Linked DNA regions of Bicyclus anynana: region 1 is linked to region 2. Evidence: chromatin contacts called from public Hi-C data. All regions are on one chromosome and are shown on one strand. The core of a region is the stretch at or near the end of the contact, and the rest is flanking DNA. Distances in the headings are between cores, read along the strand shown.

Region 1 (5,518 bases), core at 1,703-4,202, 200 kb before region 2:
TACTCGTAGATGTGTCTACATTATACGTGTTCGTGTTTCAACTCAACATCAACTCATATTTGGCTCATTATTGAGCACGAGCCTCCCCTCAGAATGTGAACGGTTATACCTTAGTCTACCACGCTGGCCCAATGCGATTTGGCAGACTTTTTTTTTATTCTTTACAAGTTAGCCCTTGATTACAATCAATCAATCAATCAAAATACTCACCACCATCTTTGCTGTCAGGAATACGAAAAAAATAGTCGCGTCACTTAAATCCAATATGGCGGACAGGCCAATTGAAATGCACCCCTATGATATTGGATATCAAGCGTGTTTTTTAGTTCTTTAAACTATTCATGTTATTGTTTATACTTAGTATATTTTTACGTTATAAAACTTAACCAGTTAAGATAGTAGTGGGCCCCATTTTTTATTTGCACCAGGGCCCTTTGTTACCTAGCTACGCTGCTGTAACTTTATAAAATGCAGAGGCTGGACTTACGGCCAAGGAACAAAGAAAAATGAGACATAATATGCGACTCGAATAACCTCCTGTTTCGTAGTTGGTTGAACAGGTTAGTGAAGGCTTTTAATCGATTTCCATGGGTATATCGTTCCATGCGATATATCTTTACTATATTACCTGGAAATGCTACCAGGCTCTGCTTTAATTGGACTGGTCCTATATATTTGCATTTTGCTCGTTTGCTTCGATTCACCATGTTATTAACGATTGATAAAATTTATACTAAGTGTAAGCGTTATTGATGCGTTATGTAGTAGGTACCTAACTCAAATTTAAATTGGACCAGACGTTTTGGCGTTTACACCTCATCATCATCATCATCATATCAGCCGATGGACGTCCACTGCAGGACATAGGCCTTTTGTAGGGACTCCCAAACATCACGATACTGAGCCGCCTGCATCCAGCGAATCCCTGCGACTCGCTAAATGTCGTCAGTCCACCTTTTGGGGGTCTACCAACACTGCGCTTTGTAGTGCGGGGTCGCCATTCCAGCACCTTAGGACCCCAACGTCCATCGGCTCTTCGAACTATGTGCCCCGCCCATTTCCACTTCAGCTTCGCGACTCGTTGAGCTATGTCGGTGACTTTGGTTCTTCTGCGGATCTCCTCATTTCTGATCCGATCACGCAGAGATACTCCGAGCACATCCAGTTAGGATGTGTGTGCACGTCTTTGAGTAATGACATTACATTGTACGTTCTTTAAATATGGAGGGGCCCATCTAACGATTTATATCGATGGCCTAACCAATGATTGAGAGCAGCAGCAAACAGGGAGCCAAATATGGGTGGATAATGATGATGATGATGATGGTATTCACTTGGTTACACGTGACTTTTTTACTAAGCTTATTTTAAATTCCCATCCGGGTAATATTCCCAATAGGCTTATCTAGTGTTAATGCATTCGACGTTTAAGCCAATCCGAGTTTACTGCTTACTGGTTAGTTCCCAATCATTTCCGCTTGTTTGTATGCATATTAAGATGTTTGGTTTCACCGAGCGGAGATTTCTTTTGCTGACTGGAATTGTAAATCTAGATTTTATGAGAAAGTTAGACAGTAGACAGGCTACCAATTTTTAATAAAGACTTTTTATTAATTAACACTCAATAGCTGCACGGTTAAGGCAATGGACTCAACATCGAGAGGGTGGGTTCGATCCTCATCCATTGCTAGTGTCGTTTCCAATCCTTACGATTAACAAGACAATTCATGAAACATTCTTCAACAAATTACAAAACAGATTTTCCCGGTTTTCTTTTATTATACATCTCAATTTTAATTGTTTATAAATAATAATTATTTATTTATAAGCAATTTAAGTTAAAGACGAAATTCTACCTACGGATCCAAGACTTGGTCGCTGACTATGGGCCTTATTAGAAGGCTCAGTCAGTCAGCGGGCAATAGAGCGAGCTATTATAGGAGTGTCTCTGCGTGATCGAATCAGGAATGAGAAGATCCGCAGACGAACTAAAGTCACTGACATAGCTCGCGAAGCTGAAGTGGCAATGGGCAGGCCACATCGTTCGAAGAGCCGATGGACGTTGGGATCCCATGGTGCTGGAATGGCGACCCCGCACCGGAAAGCACAGTGTTAAGCAGGTTGCAGGGAACCGCTGGATGCTGGCGGTTCGAGACCGTCTGGAGGTCCATGCAAGAGGCCTTTGTCCAGCAGTGGACGTCTATCGGCTGATAAGGTAAGGTAATAGTTATTAAAGGTACGTACTTATACATGAAACAGGTACAATTTACAAACCTTTTAAACCATGATGCTTTTAAATTGAATATCAAGTAGATTTTTTAAATAAGTAAATATTGACACTAACAAAAAGTGCATTTGTATTCAGCCGAGGTAATTTTTGAGGCGCGAATGACCTTTTTTACTTTTCTCCACGCGGAAATGCAAAGATTTAAGAAATTGCCCCGTCAAGCCGGTTAGGTTAGGCTGGGTTTATTTTAAAACAGCCGTAAAAAAACTTGTAGTTAAAATGTATGCATGCGCAAACAAGATTCGATGTACCAGGCTCGCATAACTCGATGAAACTCGCCTAGCCATACATGTCATAGACGTATCGCACGCACACATCTAAACTATTTAATTGTTATCCTATCTCTTTCTAATTAGCTTTATGACCTCTAATTTCTTACACAAACAATACAATTTATAATGTCAATTTAATTTAGTGCTTCTGTGTTAAGAACTAAGTTATTATTAGAAATAAATTCTACAGTTTTTGCATTGTATTAAAGGGAAATTTATACTAGTATTTAATCCTTGTAAATACTTCATATCTAAGCAAGTCGGAAGTGACGACTGAGCTCACTAACGCAAGTGAGTTATCAACAATTCTCACGCTCAGTTTACATTAGTGTGCGTGCGCTTGTGTGAGTGTTATCTCCGCGCGCGTGTGTGTGAGCTGAGAGGAGACAAGGTTCGTTCAACTTATGGCCTAGTAAACTCAGATATATAATATCTCTACATTGTATGACACTCCCTGATTATAATTAATCTGTTGCTTTTAATTATATCCGTTTCTTTGTAAGCTATGTAGACGTGCAATTTGTAGATGTAGGAATTGAAACTATTGTAAAAATATTATATAGATTAATGGATCTGCGATAGCCAGACATACCTCATTTTTTAAAGGATAGAAATCTGTTTGCCTATAATGGTAAATACGATAGCCAATAGGGTAGCTGACTCATATCAAATTTAATTTAAACAATATTAATTTCGTAAAAGTACATGGAATAAGAGTCCGATATATATCGATATCAATTAATAAAAGTTAAAGATTAGTTAGTAAGTAAGTTAAGTTATAGAAAACTTTATTTTAAATAATTTATTTATTAAATTTTTCCAAACGTCAAAAATGCCGTCCATTTTGTGACGTCACGATGTTACTTCAAGCGTCTTGGCTCATATTCTCAATCAAATAAATACATAAACTATATGCATCGCCGATTGCCACTTCAACAAACATAATAAAGATTTATAAAATTACGTAAGTTTGGCTGTCACAGATTCCTATACCACACCAAACAGAAGTCTTTATGTTCTGATTTGTAAAGCCAAAAAATCTCCTGATTTACTTAGGCGTTTCAGTCGCAAACATTAAAGCTCTGTAAGACAATGTACAAAATGAAAAATAACCCTACAACAAGACTATAAATAAACTTACGTAAATTTTAAAATAATTTTAATAATAAGTTTACAACACAACTTAACTTTGATAGCAAATATTGTTTTAGTGAAAATATTTTATCAATTTATAATAGCTGCAGTACCTCAGCGGTTGGACTTACCACATTGGTGGTGGTTCAATCCTCACCCCATTGGTCTATTGTCGTACCCACTCCTAGCACAGTCTTTTCCGGCTAGTTGGAGGGGAATGGGAAATTGGTCATATTAGAAAAGATATGGCAAATATTATTTATCGAAAAAAAAAAAACTAGTGGACGCCGCGCGGTTTCACCCGCAAGGTTCCTATCCCCGCAGATATGGGGATAAAATATAGCCTTCCTCGATAAAAAGGCTATCTAACACTAAAATAATTTTTCAAATCAGACCAGTAGTTCCTGAGAACAGCGCGTTAAACCAACCAAACAAACAAACAAACTCTTCTGTCTTATAATATTAGTATAGATAAAAATAATCAATGGTCAAACTTGACGTTTCAAATGTACTACCTACCTACCTACTTGAAATAATCAATTTTGAGGTATTTTTTAAAGTCAGTCTATATCAATTAATTGTGTAACTAGAGGACGCCCGTGACTTCGTCCGCGTGAAACTCGATTCTTCTTCTTTCTTTCTTCTTTAAACTTACCTCTACCTTATCCCTACCCTAGCCCTACCCTACTCTTCAATTTTTTAATTTTTTTCTGTCACAATCCTCTCCTGACAATAACAAACACATAAAAAAAATATTCCTTTTAAATAATTAATTATCGCGGATTTAATAGATAGAAAGTAATTTTATTTTTTTTTAATTCAATGTAACGTGCAAGGTGTATACTATTCTAATGTCACTCGATATATTTTAAAATTTAAAATATATCATCAGATACCAGGCACTCGCGGTGTAGGCGTTTCCACGAACCCAACGCGCGCGAAGTCACGTAAGCTTTTTGGGTGTTCATTTGTTATTTTTTTTTGTGTAAGTACGAATTTTTAAGGAATCACGCTGTTTAAAGTGTTTGAAAAATGTTTTTTAACGCATCATATTGACAAAATAGGTGTTTTTACGTGGGTGCACACAAAATACACAATTACGTCAGAAATTTTCAAAATTGACGGACTTTGGCTGGTTTTGGTGTTTTAATAGAGTGCTATGGTGTAATAATGGCGCTATTATGTTATTTTATGGAATAAAAACCATAAACACCTACAACTAATCAATTGGAGAGTTGATAACAGTGGTAGATGAATTGCGTTACGTTTGGGGTTTAATGACCCCTATTTTGAGCATGGTCAATTTTTATAAAGAAATAGTATCTTTCCATGTATAAATACAAGCTTATGTGCGTGGCTTCACTCGTATTGGTTGGTTCTGTCAATCAGTTTTATGCATGCTAGTGAGCTCAAATGATTTTGCTATATTTTATTAAGTAGGTAGATACCAACCTTAAGAGAACCTATGTACCTTATTAATGAAAAATTTAGTACGGGTTGAAAAAACATGACAGACACGAAAGTTCGTATGGATGGATGAATGTCTTAATGGTTGGATATATGGATGGATACGTGTGGGTGGATATATATAACCGACTGAATGTAACTAGGCTGATGTTTAGAATGGAGATAGATTTTGCCCTAGATCAACACTGAAGCTAAGAACGAAGTCGCTAGCTTCCTCTGGTTATATTCCAAATTCAATAAAACAAAGTTTACAATGTTGTACTAGGCTTTATCTACCTGTGAAACGATACGGAAATACGTGTAGTACAACCGAAGTAATAAATTCGTGCGAATAGACAGACAGACAAAAGAATACTTT
Region 2 (5,625 bases), core at 2,889-5,388:
TTTAGAGTTACAGCTTTAAAAATTTGGTCGTAAATCATAAAAAAAATACCAAATATAATGTGATTCAAATTTTTGAATCACATTATAATTATATAAATAAGCTTGAAAGTTTACATTGATTTTCAAGTGGACGAAGTCGCGGGCGACCGCTAGTATATATAGTTAAAGAGACGATTTTCTTAATCCATTCGGTCAACATTGTATGTAGTTTTAAATTTTAATTATCGTATTTTATCGAATTTGCGTCAATACAGATGTAGACTCATTTAATAATCCTTGACAATTAAAATACCTCGGGTTTTCGAAGGCAAAATGTGCAATTTTTTTAATAATTGGCGTAGCTATAAAAATGATTCTACCTATGTTACATAGGTTAGTTAGGTACATATTAATAAATATGAAACTAACTAACTATTATATTTTTACATGTAGATACCTCGCGGTTTCAATGCGTAGATCCCGTTTCTGTAAGAATACGGGAATAATATATAGCCTATAGCCTTCCTCGATAAATGTGCTATCTAACACTGAAAGATTTATTCAAATTTGTAGGTTCTGAGATTAGCGCGATCAAGCAAACATCAGAAACAAATTTTTCAGCTTTATAATATTAGTATATATTTGATACTAATATTATAAACCTATTAAAATTAAAATGATAAAATTTCATTTACCTACTGTGTGATATTCACTAGTAAGCACCGGATGATATTGGTTACATAGAATCTCAATGTGAATCTCGTGTATGTCAACTAGCATACGTCAAAAATAGTGAATTACACTGCAAATGAAATGCATGATAAATGACATTAAATTGATAATAAAGTAGAGAATTTGTGTATTGCATTGAATTTTTAAATATCTGTCAAGTATGAAAATTTATTAACTCCATACGAGTAAAATTCTAGTATGTATTACAAAGTAAACATTTCTACTCTTATCGGTACCTGTGGCTATTTGTATTCATGAGAATTTTATTGACTGCACTTACACTGCAAACAAAGTTCTTGTTTGAAATTGGAAATTTTTATAATTTAGCATACCTTTTTCTGCCTTTTGATGTTAAATTGAATTATTAACAACTTAAAATTCTTTTGAAATGTCACATAATTTATTATTAGGTAATTATTATCAACTAGCAGACGAATAACGTAGTTTCATATTAATAAAACATAGCTTTCTATCGGTAAAATAATTTTTAAAATCTTTTCAGAGATTGACCCCCTACAACCTCACAAACGTAACCTCTTAAAATATTAGTATTGCTATAAAAATATTTAACTTTTTACTATTTTCAAACTCTTTGTTTGAAATTCGGCACTGAAGAATACAATAGACCCAACTTTACGCTACATTGTTGTTTTCTTAATTATTTCCTTCTGACAGGTAAACATCGATTACTTATATGTTTATACTATTTATTTTTGCTGATTTGTACACTATTGTAATAGATAGTGTTTTCTATCTACCAAATCAGTTATTAACATGCATAAATTATAATATTTACATAAAACACCCTAAACTTACTAATAATTACACCGAATAACAGTACAGTCTTGACGTTAATATTTTTTTAATAGGGGAGATGTAGGTAATGGGGATCACTTAAGCAAAAACAAGAATAAAAACATGTTTATCATTTAACTATATATTGTTCTATTATAATCATAAACTTTACTTTCTTAACTATCAACTGAGATCAACTTTCATCACATAAGTTTACTAATTTTGGTACAATCAACGAAATAAAAAAAAGTACGTTTGATCACCATTGTCAACATCGGTTGGCAATAGTGATCAGTATGTGGGCAATGGTGATCAACACATATCGCACACATAATTGTGCGCAGAATCCCATCCAGTACATTCGGCATGAGCCCAGAGCCCACAAGAAGTGCACCGGTACCATGTCTCATTGTCTCGCCCAAATTCGCCACATACAAGACACAAGTTCCCTGCATCTCCTGCATCATCATTTTCATCATCCTGACATAACTCATCAGTATTTACATCTGACACCGAAGTGTCATTAGAGTCCTGTAGAATTTTCTTCTTAACCTTCTCACGACTGATCTTTTGTGGATTGCTCTTCTTTCCTACTCGTTTTCCTTTATTCTTCGCAGCTTTCTCCTTCTTTTTATTTTCTTTATCCACTAGGGCGTCTTTGAGTGGTGTGGAAGTCAAAATAGTTGCATGCTGTTTTTTTCTTCCTCCGTTTGTCTTGACAACAGTTTTTTGTTTAGGCATCTGAATGAAATTTTGGATTGTAAGATTTGGTGCCATGTCAGTCCTTGATTCAGAAGTAGTATGACAAAATGTGGATGTGCTCGGAATAGGACTAATTCGATCTAATTCAATAGTAGCTGGTAGGGTTGGTGCGGTGGATGTACTCGGAATAGGACTATTCCGATCTAGCTCAATAGTAGCTGGTAGGGTTGGTGCGGAGTCAATAGCAACAGCAGAAGTCGATTCAGCAACATCTTGAACTACAATTGGTTCTACCTGAAGGACTTCAGCTGGCAGAAAGTCTTCATCTGTGAAAACATTGGGATTTATAGGAAATATTCCCGTTGCTCTGAAACCAGCTTCGCCTTTGCTCATAGAGGCAACATTCGAAAATGCCTTTTTGACTAATGAAGCAACATCGTATGGTGATATTTTTTGTAAAAGCTGGCTTTTTATGAATAAATCGCATTCTCTTCTATATGCAGCCTTGAATGGACCAAAAAAGGACACATCCAATGGCTGCATGCGATGAGATGTGTGAGGTGGTAGTGATAGCATATGGACATGGTTTTCCTTGCAATACTCATATATCGACAAAGAAATGTGGCTTGCATGGTTATCCAACACTAATAGTATTGGTTCTTCTGCAGAAGGTTTGGTAAAGTGGGTGAAGTGCTTGAGCCATTGAAGGAAAAGTTCTTCATTTATCCAACCGTTGTCAGAGCATTTATATATTGCTCCTGTTGGGCCATCCTCTTTCGGGGGAATATAAACATTGGGGGGACATATCCACCAGTGGCGCTCATGGCGCAGAGTAGAGTTATATTCTTACCCCTTTCCCAACTTGTTATGCTTCCTACTCTCTTTTGCCCTGTTGCAGCCAATATTTTTCCTGGATCCTGGACGGTAGATATGCCAGTTTCGTCGCAGTTGTATATATTCTTTGGTACAAACTTGTATTTTTCTATTAGCTCTTCTAGCAGCGTGTAGAATTGTTGAACTTCAGTTCTGTTGAAGGCTGTAACCCTGTTAATGCTAGTAGCTTCGGGCTTCCGCACAGAAATATTATTCCTGGTAACAAATCCATCAAACCACACTCGTCCAGCCAACCTCGAAACGGTATTAAAATTGTGTTTCAGCTTAAGGGCTTCAGCGTATTCAAATGCGGCTCTTTTTATTTGATATGGAGTGCACCCATAAAATAAGTTAGCCATTTTCTTAATGGTGTCCGCTAATTCTTTTTCCATCTCAGGGCTAAATACAGTATAACGACCGAGATGAGGTGGCTTAATTATATTTTTCTTGTACCTCTTGTGAAGACTGGCAAATGGAATATTCATCATCTCGGCAGCTTTTCTGATTGAAAATTTTTGTTCTTCAATCAGCTTTACAGCATTTGCCAGGTCGTCTAAAGTCCATTTAGCTTTATTTGTTTTTCTAGCACGAGTTTTCGGCATCTACAAACAAATAATAACACTATTTTACCAAAGCTAGTTAGTGTGGGCAATGAGGATCACTATGTATGTAATGGGGATCACCCGACTCCCATTACCTACATGGGAATTGAGACGGAAAAAAAATGCCTGACAAAAAAATTCAAGTTTAATAAACGAAATGGCTGCTGGATTACAAGCTTAAATGTTACGGCTATTACATATTAGAAGTACAGAAGTAAATACTTATTATTTTGTGACTTACCTCGTATTTATTACGTCGAAAAATTAGATCAAAATGGCGCCAAAACTTCACACGTCTGTCACTCGCGAATGCGTCGCGCGAACTAAAGCCAGGTCCCAGTCGCCAACGAATATGATGCAATACTAGCATATAAGTACATTCGCATCGTCCGATCGCGTTCGGTTTTTGTTATATTAAGGTGATCACCATTGCCAACTGTCTCCCATTGCCTACATCTCCCCTAAGTTCGAAAATATCAGAATTATAGTATTTATATATTTGTATAATCAAAATCGCAGTCAAGCAATACTGACTAATTACCGAATAAAAAAGAAATAGATAACCCCAAAGCTGATTTATTATCTTTCGCTCCTATCTAGTATGTAAAGAATCAATGATATCGATTCGTCATCAAGTCATTGACACCGGTGCACCGATACTGGGAGATGATGATCTAGAAGAGGTTCAATCAACTCTGCATCTCTAATCAGAGTAATTCACCCATGCGGTCGCTTCCCGGACGCGGAAAAAACTAATTGAAAAAAAAATCTCTAAAATATTTATTATTTTAGTTAGTCTGTATTGTATTTATTTTAATTTGTTCCAAATTTAGTTTACGTAGCACACGTTTTTATATTAATTTTATCATTTGCGGTTAATTAATTTACTGACTTGATAGATGTAATTCTGCATTAATTGGCGATTATTGAACATTTAAATATAATAAAAATAATAGATTTTCATATTATATATAAACGTCGGTCTGTTATATCTAAATCGACGTTTACATTACTGAAGTAGCAAAAGGTATCGATTTATAAAAATAGGCTAGCGTTTTAAATGTCATTTAAAAACAATTTGCGCGCCATCTATAAAAAATACTGCACTTATTGAGAAAACTTTTTAAAATTCAAAAGGTTACGCATTTTTTAAGTTGAATGGCTTGGACACCACGCCAATATCTAAGATTTAAGAAACATTTATTTTTATTTTTAATTATTACAAAAAAAAAGAAAAATATTTTTTTCACTGGTCAATGATCTCACCTGATGTTAAGTGACAATGCAGGTTACCATACCAGTTTGTTAATAGTTAGGTTATTTTGCATAGTCATAGAGTTCATTGTAAATACATATTGACATTTTCATTATAATTATTTGACAAGGCAGACGGCGTTCTTACATAAAATATATGTATGTCTATTTATTAATAAAATAAATTATTAAAAAACAATGCCCCATGCTGCCAGGTGTTTGATATGTTTCAACTTACTTTATCGGCATACTGTGTTATAAGTTCAGTTGCTATAAACTCCTTGTAACCCATGATCGCCTAGTACTTAAAACATAGTTACGGCTCACTAGCAAAATATCACACACAAGTTTTCGCATTAGTCCGTAACCTCCCTTTACACACACGAAAACCACCAACTTACACACAACATGGCTGCCTATTTTCGGGATGTTTGTGTGTGAGGAAAATCTCTCACAGAGTATATCTATGAACCTGTCAGTGGTAGTAATATGCTAGTAGTAGGTAAGTATCTCATGGCAATGGAACGTGTGTTAATAGCGACGCTGTTTCCGCATAGGCTGTTCTGAGAGCCAACGAACACGTTAAGCGTGTGAGCACGAGATCGTCAACCTTACAAATTAGAAAAAAAGTCACCCAACGCCGCGCGTATCTTCACATGTTAAATTAAATAACCTTCATTAATGCACA

What was found. A called contact is a pair of places that touch in the nucleus more often than the background predicts.
Region 1: a Hi-C map of whole larva shows a contact between it and region 2, with 8 times the contacts expected there. The contact joins the enhancer-like site here to the promoter of LOC128199452 in region 2. A contact is called at or near these places in 2 of 2 Hi-C or Micro-C datasets (whole body and whole larva).

What each region holds. Positions count from the first base shown.
Region 1 is chr24:4,416,930-4,422,447 of ilBicAnyn1.1, reverse strand. No RefSeq gene overlaps it. Among protein-coding and RNA genes, the nearest start is that of LOC112052966, 20 kb to the left of the region's middle. Within about 2 kb of position 2,952, at least 8 of the 8 cell types and tissues checked have open chromatin away from gene starts, as enhancers often do.
Region 2 is chr24:4,221,090-4,226,714 of ilBicAnyn1.1, reverse strand. It overlaps LOC128199452, which reads right to left and starts at 4,138. Exons shown (of 2, transcript XM_052889019.1): 1 at 3,925-4,138; 2 at 1,586-3,683. The coding sequence starts at 2,784. The coding sequence ends at 1,819. All of the region lies in intron 1 of LOC112056612 (a long non-coding RNA gene), which reads left to right.